3 separate regions of the Gossypium hirsutum genome follow, and regions 2 and 3 are each linked to region 1. Evidence: chromatin contacts called from public Hi-C data. All regions are on one chromosome and are shown on one strand. The core of a region is the stretch at or near the end of the contact, and the rest is flanking DNA. Distances in the headings are between cores, read along the strand shown. Region 1 holds the start of LOC107952008 (serine/threonine-protein kinase SAPK2). Region 2 holds the start of LOC107897480 (protein SCAI). Region 3 holds the start of LOC121209955 (ras-related protein Rab11A).

Evidence for each region. A called contact is a pair of places that touch in the nucleus more often than the background predicts.
Region 2: a contact with region 1 is called in a Hi-C map of leaf, with 2.5 times the contacts expected there. The contact joins the promoter of LOC107897480 here to the promoter of LOC107952008 in region 1. A contact is called at or near these places in 7 of 34 Hi-C or Micro-C datasets (callus, hypocotyl and leaf).
Region 3: a Hi-C map of leaf shows a contact between it and region 1, with 2.2 times the contacts expected there. The contact joins the promoter of LOC121209955 here to the promoter of LOC107952008 in region 1. A contact is called at or near these places in 3 of 34 Hi-C or Micro-C datasets (all in leaf).

Annotation. Positions count from the first base shown.
Region 1 is chrA11:49,529,174-49,532,718 of Gossypium_hirsutum_v2.1, reverse strand. It overlaps LOC107952008 (serine/threonine-protein kinase SAPK2), which reads left to right and starts at 1,476. Exons shown (of 9, transcript XM_016887235.2): 1 at 1,476-1,850; 2 at 1,973-2,047; 3 at 2,443-2,544; 4 at 2,651-2,683; 5 at 2,805-2,897; 6 at 2,968-3,060; 7 at 3,145-3,249; 8 at 3,331-3,429; 9 at 3,517-3,545. The coding sequence starts at 1,731.
Region 2 is chrA11:49,801,000-49,804,197 of Gossypium_hirsutum_v2.1, reverse strand. It overlaps LOC107897480 (protein SCAI), which reads left to right and starts at 1,399. Exons shown (of 10, transcript XM_016822964.2): 1 at 1,399-2,136; 2 at 3,060-3,198. The coding sequence starts at 1,645.
Region 3 is chrA11:49,094,439-49,097,755 of Gossypium_hirsutum_v2.1, reverse strand. LOC121209955 (ras-related protein Rab11A) reads right to left here and starts at 1,995. Exons shown (of 2, transcript XM_041081996.1): 1 at 1-1,995. The coding sequence starts at 152.

The DNA.
Region 1 (3,545 bases), core at 227-2,726:
GCTTAGTCCGACCCAATCCTCATGATAAGTTATTTCAAATGAATATGTTTTTATAAATGAGATATCATATTTCCACAATATCAACAATTGCACGGCCCAAAGATTTTGTTCTAAAATATTGACCAACCAAATATGGCAAGTCATGTTGCCTGTCGCAAGGCTATCCATAATGGCCACAACCATTGGTACTGGACAAACCACTTCTCATTAACTTGCCTCAACATATAAAAATTAGAGAGACCTCCATAAGTAGTAGATTTATCAACCTGAGAAATGACAAAACTATATGTAACATTAATGCCTTCATAATTTGGGTCTTCTACTCTAAGGGGAGAATCTGGGGCCAAAGCTTATGAGTAAGGCCTAGACCCAAACATTTTATCCAAATTTATCCATTTGAAAAACAAAAAAAATCCTAGATCATCCTCAATCAAAAAAATCTTATTGGATATATTTTTTGAGAGAAAATAAAAAAAATTAAGACGATGAATATGTAAAGTTGAATTAGGACTACACCTTTGTTGAATTTAACCCTCAAATGTTTTATGAATGTTCAACCATGAGTTCTCTTAGATCTTTGAGGTAGCGTCAACAAAGAAGATGAAGTGTACGGGGACAGTAGTGATGCAGAGCGACATGAGAGGGTCGGATTGTTGAGCTAAAATGTAGAGCGAGCGATAAGGGTGGCATCTGATGTTGTGGAGCTTTTTGATGATTGGGAGTTTTGATGGCAACAATGGTAATATTAGCTTAGTTCTGTCAATCGGACAAATTAGGACAACGAAAAAGATGACTGTCAGGGAGAAGAACAAGGGACATGAAATGAATAAGATTTCATGTTGTTCTAAAAGTTGCAAAAAAACTCAACATATGCATTATTGGCTTGCACAATATTTTTTAGAATTTAGACTAATTGATGAAATATGTAAAGTTGAAGGCTAAATTTATTAAAATTTTTAGAATTATGTCCAAATTGATCAAATCCATAAGCATTGAAAGCTAAACTTATTATTATAAAAAAAATTCATATCAATATTTCATTAATGATTTAATGAAAAAAAACAATCTAAATTTTAAATTTCAATAACATTAATAACTAAAATAAAAATTTTTAACCTGTGAAACTAGAATAGAAATATGTTAATATTTAAATCACTATTTATATAATTTGCTCAAATTTTAAAATAAATATAAATAATTCTACTTTCAATCATCTTATCCAATGTACTGAAATATTTCAGTTATGAGTGTTTATTTAGTACTTTAAGAAAATATTCTTTTAATACACAGTATTTGATTGTTATTTATTGATATTTTGCGACATTTCGAAAGCAGGAAGAGGGCCAACTAAGTGGGCTAACCAAAACGAGAGATAACCCAAAAACGAAGCAACGTCGGTGTGCAACTTTTCCACTTCTCCTTCAATTTCTAGCTTTTAATTATCCTCCACGTGTAATGTCCATTCTTCTTGTCTCTTTGACGTTGACACCATTTGGACAGCCTCATATGATTCCTTATCATCCTAGTTCCTTTGCCCTTTGCTTTCACCCATCCAACTAAAACATCAAAAAGTCCTTGAAAATCATGGAGATTCCTCCAACACTAAACCAAATATAAGAAAAAAAAAATTACACAAAAGGTTTTATATATTTGCTGCAACTATATAAGATTCATATAAGTGCTGCTGTTTCTTTCCTTACATATTTGCTGGGAGTTTTTGGATTTGGAAAATGGAGCGTTATGAGATACTGAAAGATATTGGATCAGGGAACTTTGGTGTTGCTAAGCTGGTTAGGGATAAAAGGACTGGTGAGCTTTATGCTGTCAAGTATATTGAAAGAGGCCCCAAGGTATCAGATTTTGTTTTTAGCTTCATTTTCCTATTGGCTCTCCAAGATTCATGCCCATCATCTTGTTTGGGTTGTCAATATTTTCTTATGGATGGATTTCAAGAGATTTCTTGTCTATGCAGATTGATGAGCATGTGCAAAGGGAGATTATGAACCATAGGTCTTTGAAGCATCCAAATATAATAAAATTCAAAGAGGTAAATATCTATAGTTCCTCATAAGTTTCAGGTATTGAAGTCAAGACAAGCATTACTTGTACAAGTTTCAGAGCTCCTTAAATGGAGCAGTGAAGGTTTTTGCATTTTTTTTTCTTCTCTTTAAAAATCAGAGTTGATTTGAACAGAACAGGCTTTACAATGATTTATCTTTTGTTCTGTTTTAGCTAACTTAGCCTTGAGAGCAACCTACATGGTCAGAGATGTAGCTTCCAGTTTAGCTTTAGCTTCATATTAGGTAGCACCAGTTTTTGATTGAAAATTAACTTAAAAAGGTTCAAACAAACGATATGGGAGTTTGTGATCTTCAACAGGGCAGCTAAAATCAATGGTGTCCATGGTATGTTTGATCCAATCCCAAACACAACTTTTTGCAGGTCCTGTTAACACCAACTCATCTTGCCATAGTCATGGAATATGCAGCTGGTGGAGAACTTTTTGAAAGAATATGCAACGCTGGTAGATTTGGTGAAGATGAGGTATATTCTTATAAACATCTTTTCTTTTTCTAATTTTTCAAACGTTAAAAGTTGTGCTTATTGAATTTCATTTTTTTACCTTACTGTTATTGTTTTACTGCATCAGGCAAGGTTTTTCTTTCAACAACTGATATCAGGAGTGAGTTATTGCCATGCAATGGTATATATGGCCTTACTTAGTCTATTGGATCTCCCCCCCCCCTCTTTTTTTTTTTTTTGGCTATCTAGCTAAGTTGAGATTTTTATCCCCATTTTCACAGAAAATTTGTCATAGAGATCTTAAGCTGGAAAACACTCTATTAGATGGAAGCAGTACACCCAGACTAAAAATATGTGACTTCGGCTACTCTAAGGCAATGAACCTTTCTGTTTATGATCTACATACTATAAAGTCAATTATTAACTTTGTACTACATGTTTCAGTCGAGTGTGTTACATTCCCAGCCCAAATCAACTGTAGGAACCCCAGCCTATATTGCACCAGAGGTCTTGTCCAAAAAAGAATATGATGGGAAGGTAAAACTCCTATTAAGACCTTAGTTTTCAGCTCCAAATATTGATGATCACTGCTTTATCTATGGGAGAAAAAAAAAATTGTAGATTGCAGATGTTTGGTCATGTGGGGTTACTTTGTATGTCATGCTGGTTGGCGCTTATCCTTTTGAAGACCCTCAAGATCCAAGAAACTTTAGAAAAACAATTCAGGTCAGTTGCTACTAGCAGCCATGACCATGATAGTTCATTATGTTTAGATTTAAAAAACTAATGTGGATGGACTTCTGACAGCGGATTCTGAGTGTCCACTATTCTATTCCTGATTATGTTCGACTTTCAAAGGATTGCAGACATCTCCTATCCAGGATTTTCGTAGCAGACCCTGAAAAGGTAATTATATAAGTTTTGTCATGTTTACAGCTTTGTTGATATGTAACTTCACTTCGTATTTATTATTATTATTATTTTTTGTGATAGAGAATAACCATACCAGAAATCAAGCAGCA
Region 2 (3,198 bases), core at 150-2,649, 270 kb before region 1:
ATTTATGAACATCTCAAATAAATTTGATCAAGTTTTCTAATGTGCTTCCTAAGTTGTTAATAACAGCTTTATAAGTTACCACTATGGCTTACGCCAACCAATTGATCCATTGTTGCTACATGAATTCAGATATATATAATTTAATTTATAAGTATAAAAAAAATGGAATATTTACCATTAACCGAAGATTAGAGACCTCGAAAACAGAAAATCCAAAACATATCCTTTGTCAAACTTTATATATTTTCACTCACATGAAAACAGGGCTTATTTAATTGATGTTTGGAGTTAAGAATTCTAGTTTGAAACTTGTGGGTTTAAATTTTGATATAAATTTGCACATGTATAAAGAGAGTACTATATGCTCAGAATTTTAATATGTAAAAGAAATTAACTGTTATTTTCTGCCAAAATATGCCGTCCTTGTTTCCATCTAGAATTGCCAGACAGGCATTCATGTGCTCAAAATTCGTATATTCATGTATATGTACATAAATATTTTCGTATAATGTTGGAATCATATTTTTAATGTAATCGTACGCTGTATCTTATAACCAAACTGGTAAGAAAACCAACGAAAGAACAATTCCCATGATGCGGATTTAACAAAAAAAAAAAGAGAAAAAAGAAAAAAAGAACTATTAATTTATTTAATACTGTATCATAATTAAGAGATTATTAACTCATTTCCACTTTTTATATAAATTTTCGAATCATTGGGAAGTCAAACATAATTTAATTGGATTTCTCATTTATATATATTTAATGTTTTTCAATGCATCCAGATTAGTTTATACTATTTAATTAATAAAATCATTAAAAATTAAATATATTGAAAAATAAAAGGTAATGTAATCAATCATCTATCTATTTAATTGGTTTATATTGATTCATAAGTTAATTAATTTTAATTTTTTCTTAATTCAATTATTCTAATTAAACAATCCAACTCAATTAAAAAAAATATTACAACACCAAACTTTCAAAACAAAGAGGAATTATATAAATAATTTATTTTATTTTTAAGTGTTCAATACAAATCAAATTCTAATTAATAAAATTATTTTAATTTTTATTACTTTATTATTTTAAAAAATATGAGTTTAATATTATTGTTTTTATACAAATGGTAGGTGTACCAGTTAATAATATTAAAGAATATTCATGGCATAATTAATAGGAGCCGTTGATTTCTCATTTCTTCTCCCAATTATAATCGGACGGTGTATTGTTTTAGACTATTTTACTCATACAAAATACTAATAATAAATACTTGTCCTTCTTCGTCGCCACAGGAAAGTAATGATGACACATCGCCAAATCACTGAAATCAGTGAGTTAATTACCATCGCTATCACTGTAAGTTACTGAATTTATAAAACCTTACAAATCCAAAAATCAGTTATAGGAAAAAAAGAAAAAAAAAGAAAAGAAAAGAAAAGAGAAAGGGAAAATTACGCTGACACCCATAAAAACTACAGCTGATCTCAACAAAGTCTACACAGTATCTCTCTTTATCTCTCTAGACTTCTCTCAAACATTTTCCGATGTCCACCGTAACCGTCTTCAGATCCCCCTAACGAGCCGCTGAGTCTCTTGACTGTTTTTTTTTATTGAAATCAGTATTAGATTTTTGTTTCGTACATGGCGGAGGAAGACGTCGTTCCCAAAACCTTCCGAGCTCTCGTCGAGAGCGCGGACCGTAAATTCGCACGAGTCCGGGACTTACCGTCGTACGGACGAGCACAAGGCCAACACTATTTCCAGAAAGTCTTCAAAGCCTATATGCGGTTATGGAAGTACCAGCAAGAACACCGAGCCGAGCTTGTCAAAGCCGGTTTGAACCGGTGGGAGATTGGCGAAATCGCCGGTCGGATCGGCCAGCTGTATTTCGGCCAGTACATGAGGACGAGCGAGGCTAGGTTTCTGGTCGAAGCCTACATTTTCTATGAAGCGATTTTGAAGAGAAGGTATTTCGAAGGGTGTGGAGTGAAGGATCTTCGAGTTCGGTTTAAGGAGTTGAGATTTTATGCCCGGTTTTTGCTGGTTTCGTTGATTTTGAACCGGACCGAGATGGTGAAAGTTGTCGTCGAAAAGCTTAGAGCTCTTATTGATGATTGCAAGGCTAATTTCCGGGTAAAAACGATTTTTTTTTATTTCTAGAATTTCAAGCTGAATTTTTATTTGCTATTGTTGGCTATGGTGCTTTTTTCAGTTTTGTTCTGCGCTTTTTAGCTGCTAATGGAAATTATGAATAAATAGTAAGAATAGAATTTAGGTTTACCTAAGAAGACATAAATTGTTTTTAAAAAAAAAAAAATTTTAAGAACATGAAAGGGAGTTCATTGAGTATTATCGATTACCATTTAATTACCAATAAATTAATTTCAAAATAGTTTTCCTTTTTCCCAAATGAATAGTAAGAATCGGGTTCAGGAAACTTTCGTTAAGAAGTATAATCTAAATTTTCATAAATAATCTAAATTTGGGAAAATTAATGCATTACTCAGCTTTATTTCCTCTGCCCCATAATTTTTTTCCTTATTTTTGTAATATCTTCTTCACTGTTTTGCAATAAAAATAAAAAGGAAATACAGTTGGGCCCTTTGTCTTTGATTTCCTTAAAGTGAATTATCTCCTATTTTAATCACCTTTTAATTTATTTGGTAGTGATGACTGAGCTAATTCCGATGTTATTTATGCTTATGTCTAAGTTTATTCTGTTACTTTTTTTTTAGAAAAAAAATTGTGCAAGAATTGAAAGATTTTTGTATTTCTTAGGCCGACTTAGATTCTTTCTTTGCACTTTCACTGTTACAAGAAAAAAAAAGTTATTCTTTCCCACCGAGTAGGTAACCACAGTATTTGAAATGGAAGATTTTCAGTATATTTGTTTAAATTGGTGAATGCGAACACATTATTGAGTGCTGTGCAGTATATTAGAGGATGCTTGAGTAATTTATAAGGAAGTTATAGTTTTAGAGGGAAGCTTATTAACTTCATACAGCATGTGGTAGATACTGATCAGTGCGTACGATTACTTATTTATTATTTTCCAGGAAACAAACTTTAAAGAATGGAAGCTAGTAGAGCAAGAAATTCTCCGCTTTATAAACATTGATACTACTTTTACCATTCCAAGTTCGAGGCCATTTCGGTACTGTGCTATGCTCAACTGTCATCCAAATTCTGTTCCAT
Region 3 (3,317 bases), core at 746-3,245, 440 kb after region 1:
CCAATGGTGGCCTTGGAATCTAAACTAAACTCATTTCTGGAAAACCGAGCAAGAATCTGAGACTTACCGACGGCAGAGTCACCAATCAAGACTACTTTGAAAACGTAGTCAATCTTCTGGCTTGGGTCCCCATACCCTCCTCCACTAGCCATTTTCCCTTCTAATTCTACTTCTAAGTCTTGTTTATTTCACTTGATTTGGTTTTGTTTTGTTTTGTTTCGGCCTGAAATATAGCTAAGAGCCGAAGGACACAGTTGGTAACGTTGAGTTTTAGATTATTGTCTTGTGAAAGGCAAAGTGAAAGTCTAAAATCTAAATAATTGATGAGAAAGACAATTTGTTCATTAGGAAGGAGAGGAGGGATTCGGTGGATCAGGATTTAGACTACATATGAGATGATAATCCAGTGAGTAGCAGACATTAATCCGTTTGCTTTCAACCAACCAAATATAAACCCTTTTTGTAATTTCATACATTTAAGGTGAAGTTTTTAGATTATGTAAGTTCACAATTATATTATAAGATATATTAAAATATTTTAAAAAATAAACATTTAAAAAAAAGACACATGACGATTTTTTTGATAACTTGTAAAATAAAAAAATATACATTAAACTTTTTATACCATTATTGTATTTTATAATTTAAATTTTTTAAATTAATTTAAATTAATACTTTTTAAATATAATGAATTTACAAATAATATAAGTTAAACCTTTATAAGTAATTGACAAATAATATATTAAAATCGCATATGTTATTAAAATATTTTTAAAATAGTATTAAAATTAATAAATATTAAACTTATACATATATGTTAAAATATAAAATTAATAAGTAAATTATAGATTTAAAGAAATCGAAAAATAAATATCTTTTTCATAAAAGCAATCTAGGAGTTCAATAGTCATATATAAAAAATTGACAAAAATTATTTCATATTTGAAATTAAAGTTTTATTACATTTTCATATAAATTTAACTGAGAGATAAAGGTAAATAATTTTTTAAAAACAAGTAAATGTTAAGCTTACTTTTAATTAATTTTTAAATACATGAGTAAAATATAATGAATTTATTAAATTATAGTTATACTTTTTTATATAATATATTAATTTGCATACTTGTGTGATAAACCTATTTGATTGTTTATATAAACATTTCAAAACATATGGTGCTATAAACGTGTGAAAAAAAAATTTAAAATGTTTTTCACTTATTGAAATACATTTTTCACTTAATATTTCATATACGTAATTTTTAGATAATATTATATTAGGTTTATAATTTTTTTAAAAAATTACTTCACAATATTTTAAATAAAATTTACAACACATTTTCAAAAAAATAATTGTCTAATTATAAAATCAAATGATTTAAAAATCATTAGATTTATGTCTATATTAATAAAAAAATTATCTATTAAAAATTTGTTTTCATCGTCGTTAGTTACCTTAGATGATTAATCATGCACTAATTAAGTATTGCGTCAATTAATTACAATTTCAATCAGTTTAAATAACTAATTCATTGGTTACCTTACAATTGTAATGAAAGAATAACTTGGTCATGGTTTTACTTAATCAAACATCTTACCAAGGCCCATAACCACACAAACACAATTTTAATAACTCAAGTAGATGAAATGCAATCAACCTAACACAAATTAAATTCAAGCCATATCAAATAAATAAACTATTCAACATGACAAATATTCATAGACATGTTTATCATAACAACAAAAAAATTAAAAGGACAGGGAACAAGAATCAAATCTGGTATTTTCTCATTAGCTTGACTAGTTTGCTCTACTCCTCCTTCTCTGCTTGTTCTTGCCGAACCGGGGCTTCTACAAACACTTGAATACTGCTTGAAATGGTGGTTGATTGACTCTTTTTCAAGAGGTGAAATCAGAAAGGAAACAGGGGAAGAAAATGAAGAACAATGGAAGGGAATAAGAGAGAAAAATGAGAGAGAAGTGAAGAGATGAGAAGGGTTGAGATGTGTTTGAAGTGAGCAGCCAAGGGGGTATTTATAGGTTGAAAAGGCTGCTAAAAATAGCCAAAATAAGCAGCCAAAGACTCCCCCCATGGCCGGCCACACGTGGCATGTTTGAAGATTTCAAATATGTTATTTTAAGGTAGAGGCAAATCTAGAAAGGCATAAATAGTGGAGGGGTTTGAATGCAATTTAGAGGAGTTTTTAAGGGCCATTTTGCAAGCCAAATAATCAGCCAAGCAAGCTGATTGGGTCAGCATGTGGACGGTTTTGGGCTTCCCAATGTTCGGTTAGATCGATTTTCTCCATTCAAATCAACTGGGTCCCTTTTCATAATTAATTAATAATAATTTATTTAATCCAAATTAAATTGGATTAAAATGAAAATTAATTATATTATGAATTAATACACATAATTTGGACCGTCTTAGGTTGAAAAATTAAGTAACCTTGATGCTTCAAAATTGCTTCTCAGTTTTGCGCTTCTAACAATGTCCGTTGAGCCATTTTTCGCCCTTTGCCCGAATCTGTCGAAAAGAATTAAAATTAATCAAAATTTGATATAAAATTAATTAAAATTCAACATGTTCATATTTTGAGTGTAATTTAATTATTTTATAATAATTATATATTTTTCTACAAGAATTTTATCGAAATTGCATGAATTTGAGTTAAAAAGGGCATGAAAAAATGTGTATATTTTTGTGTTTCCACACCCCCAAACTTAATTCATTGCTCATCCTGAGTAATGCACAAATTTGAAAAGAATTTATCAGAAAACACCTTTGAAAAATGTGTATATTTTCGTGCTGCAATCATTAAGTTTAATTTATGCCTTCATATATTGAACATAACAATTTCTCTCCACTAATGTAGGTAGCATAGAAACTTGAATCAATAGTTCTTTTAAATAGGTTGTAACATGGCTAAGCTAGGGGTAGGTAAAAGATAGATAAATTTAGGCTAAAAACTCTAGACTCAGCTTGAATCGGACCTTTGAAATAATTACCTTCAACACACCAACTTATTTCGCTTTCACATGCTCTTTTATACATCTATTTCTTTCGAGTACATATGCTCTCTTTTTTTTCTTTTTTTTTTAATTTCACGAGTATTTTGCTGTATGTATTACAATTTTTTGAGCATTTGATTCTTCTTTTCAACTCCCCCAAACTTGTTTCAAAGAATATTATGAATAGCACCGAGTCTAGTGTTTGGGACAATTTAAAGATAATTGAGAGAAAAGTGATGGCTAAATATTGCAAAGGTTCAAATAAAATTAGGCTATATAGTCTCAAAGTTGGGTTTCAAAGGATAAAA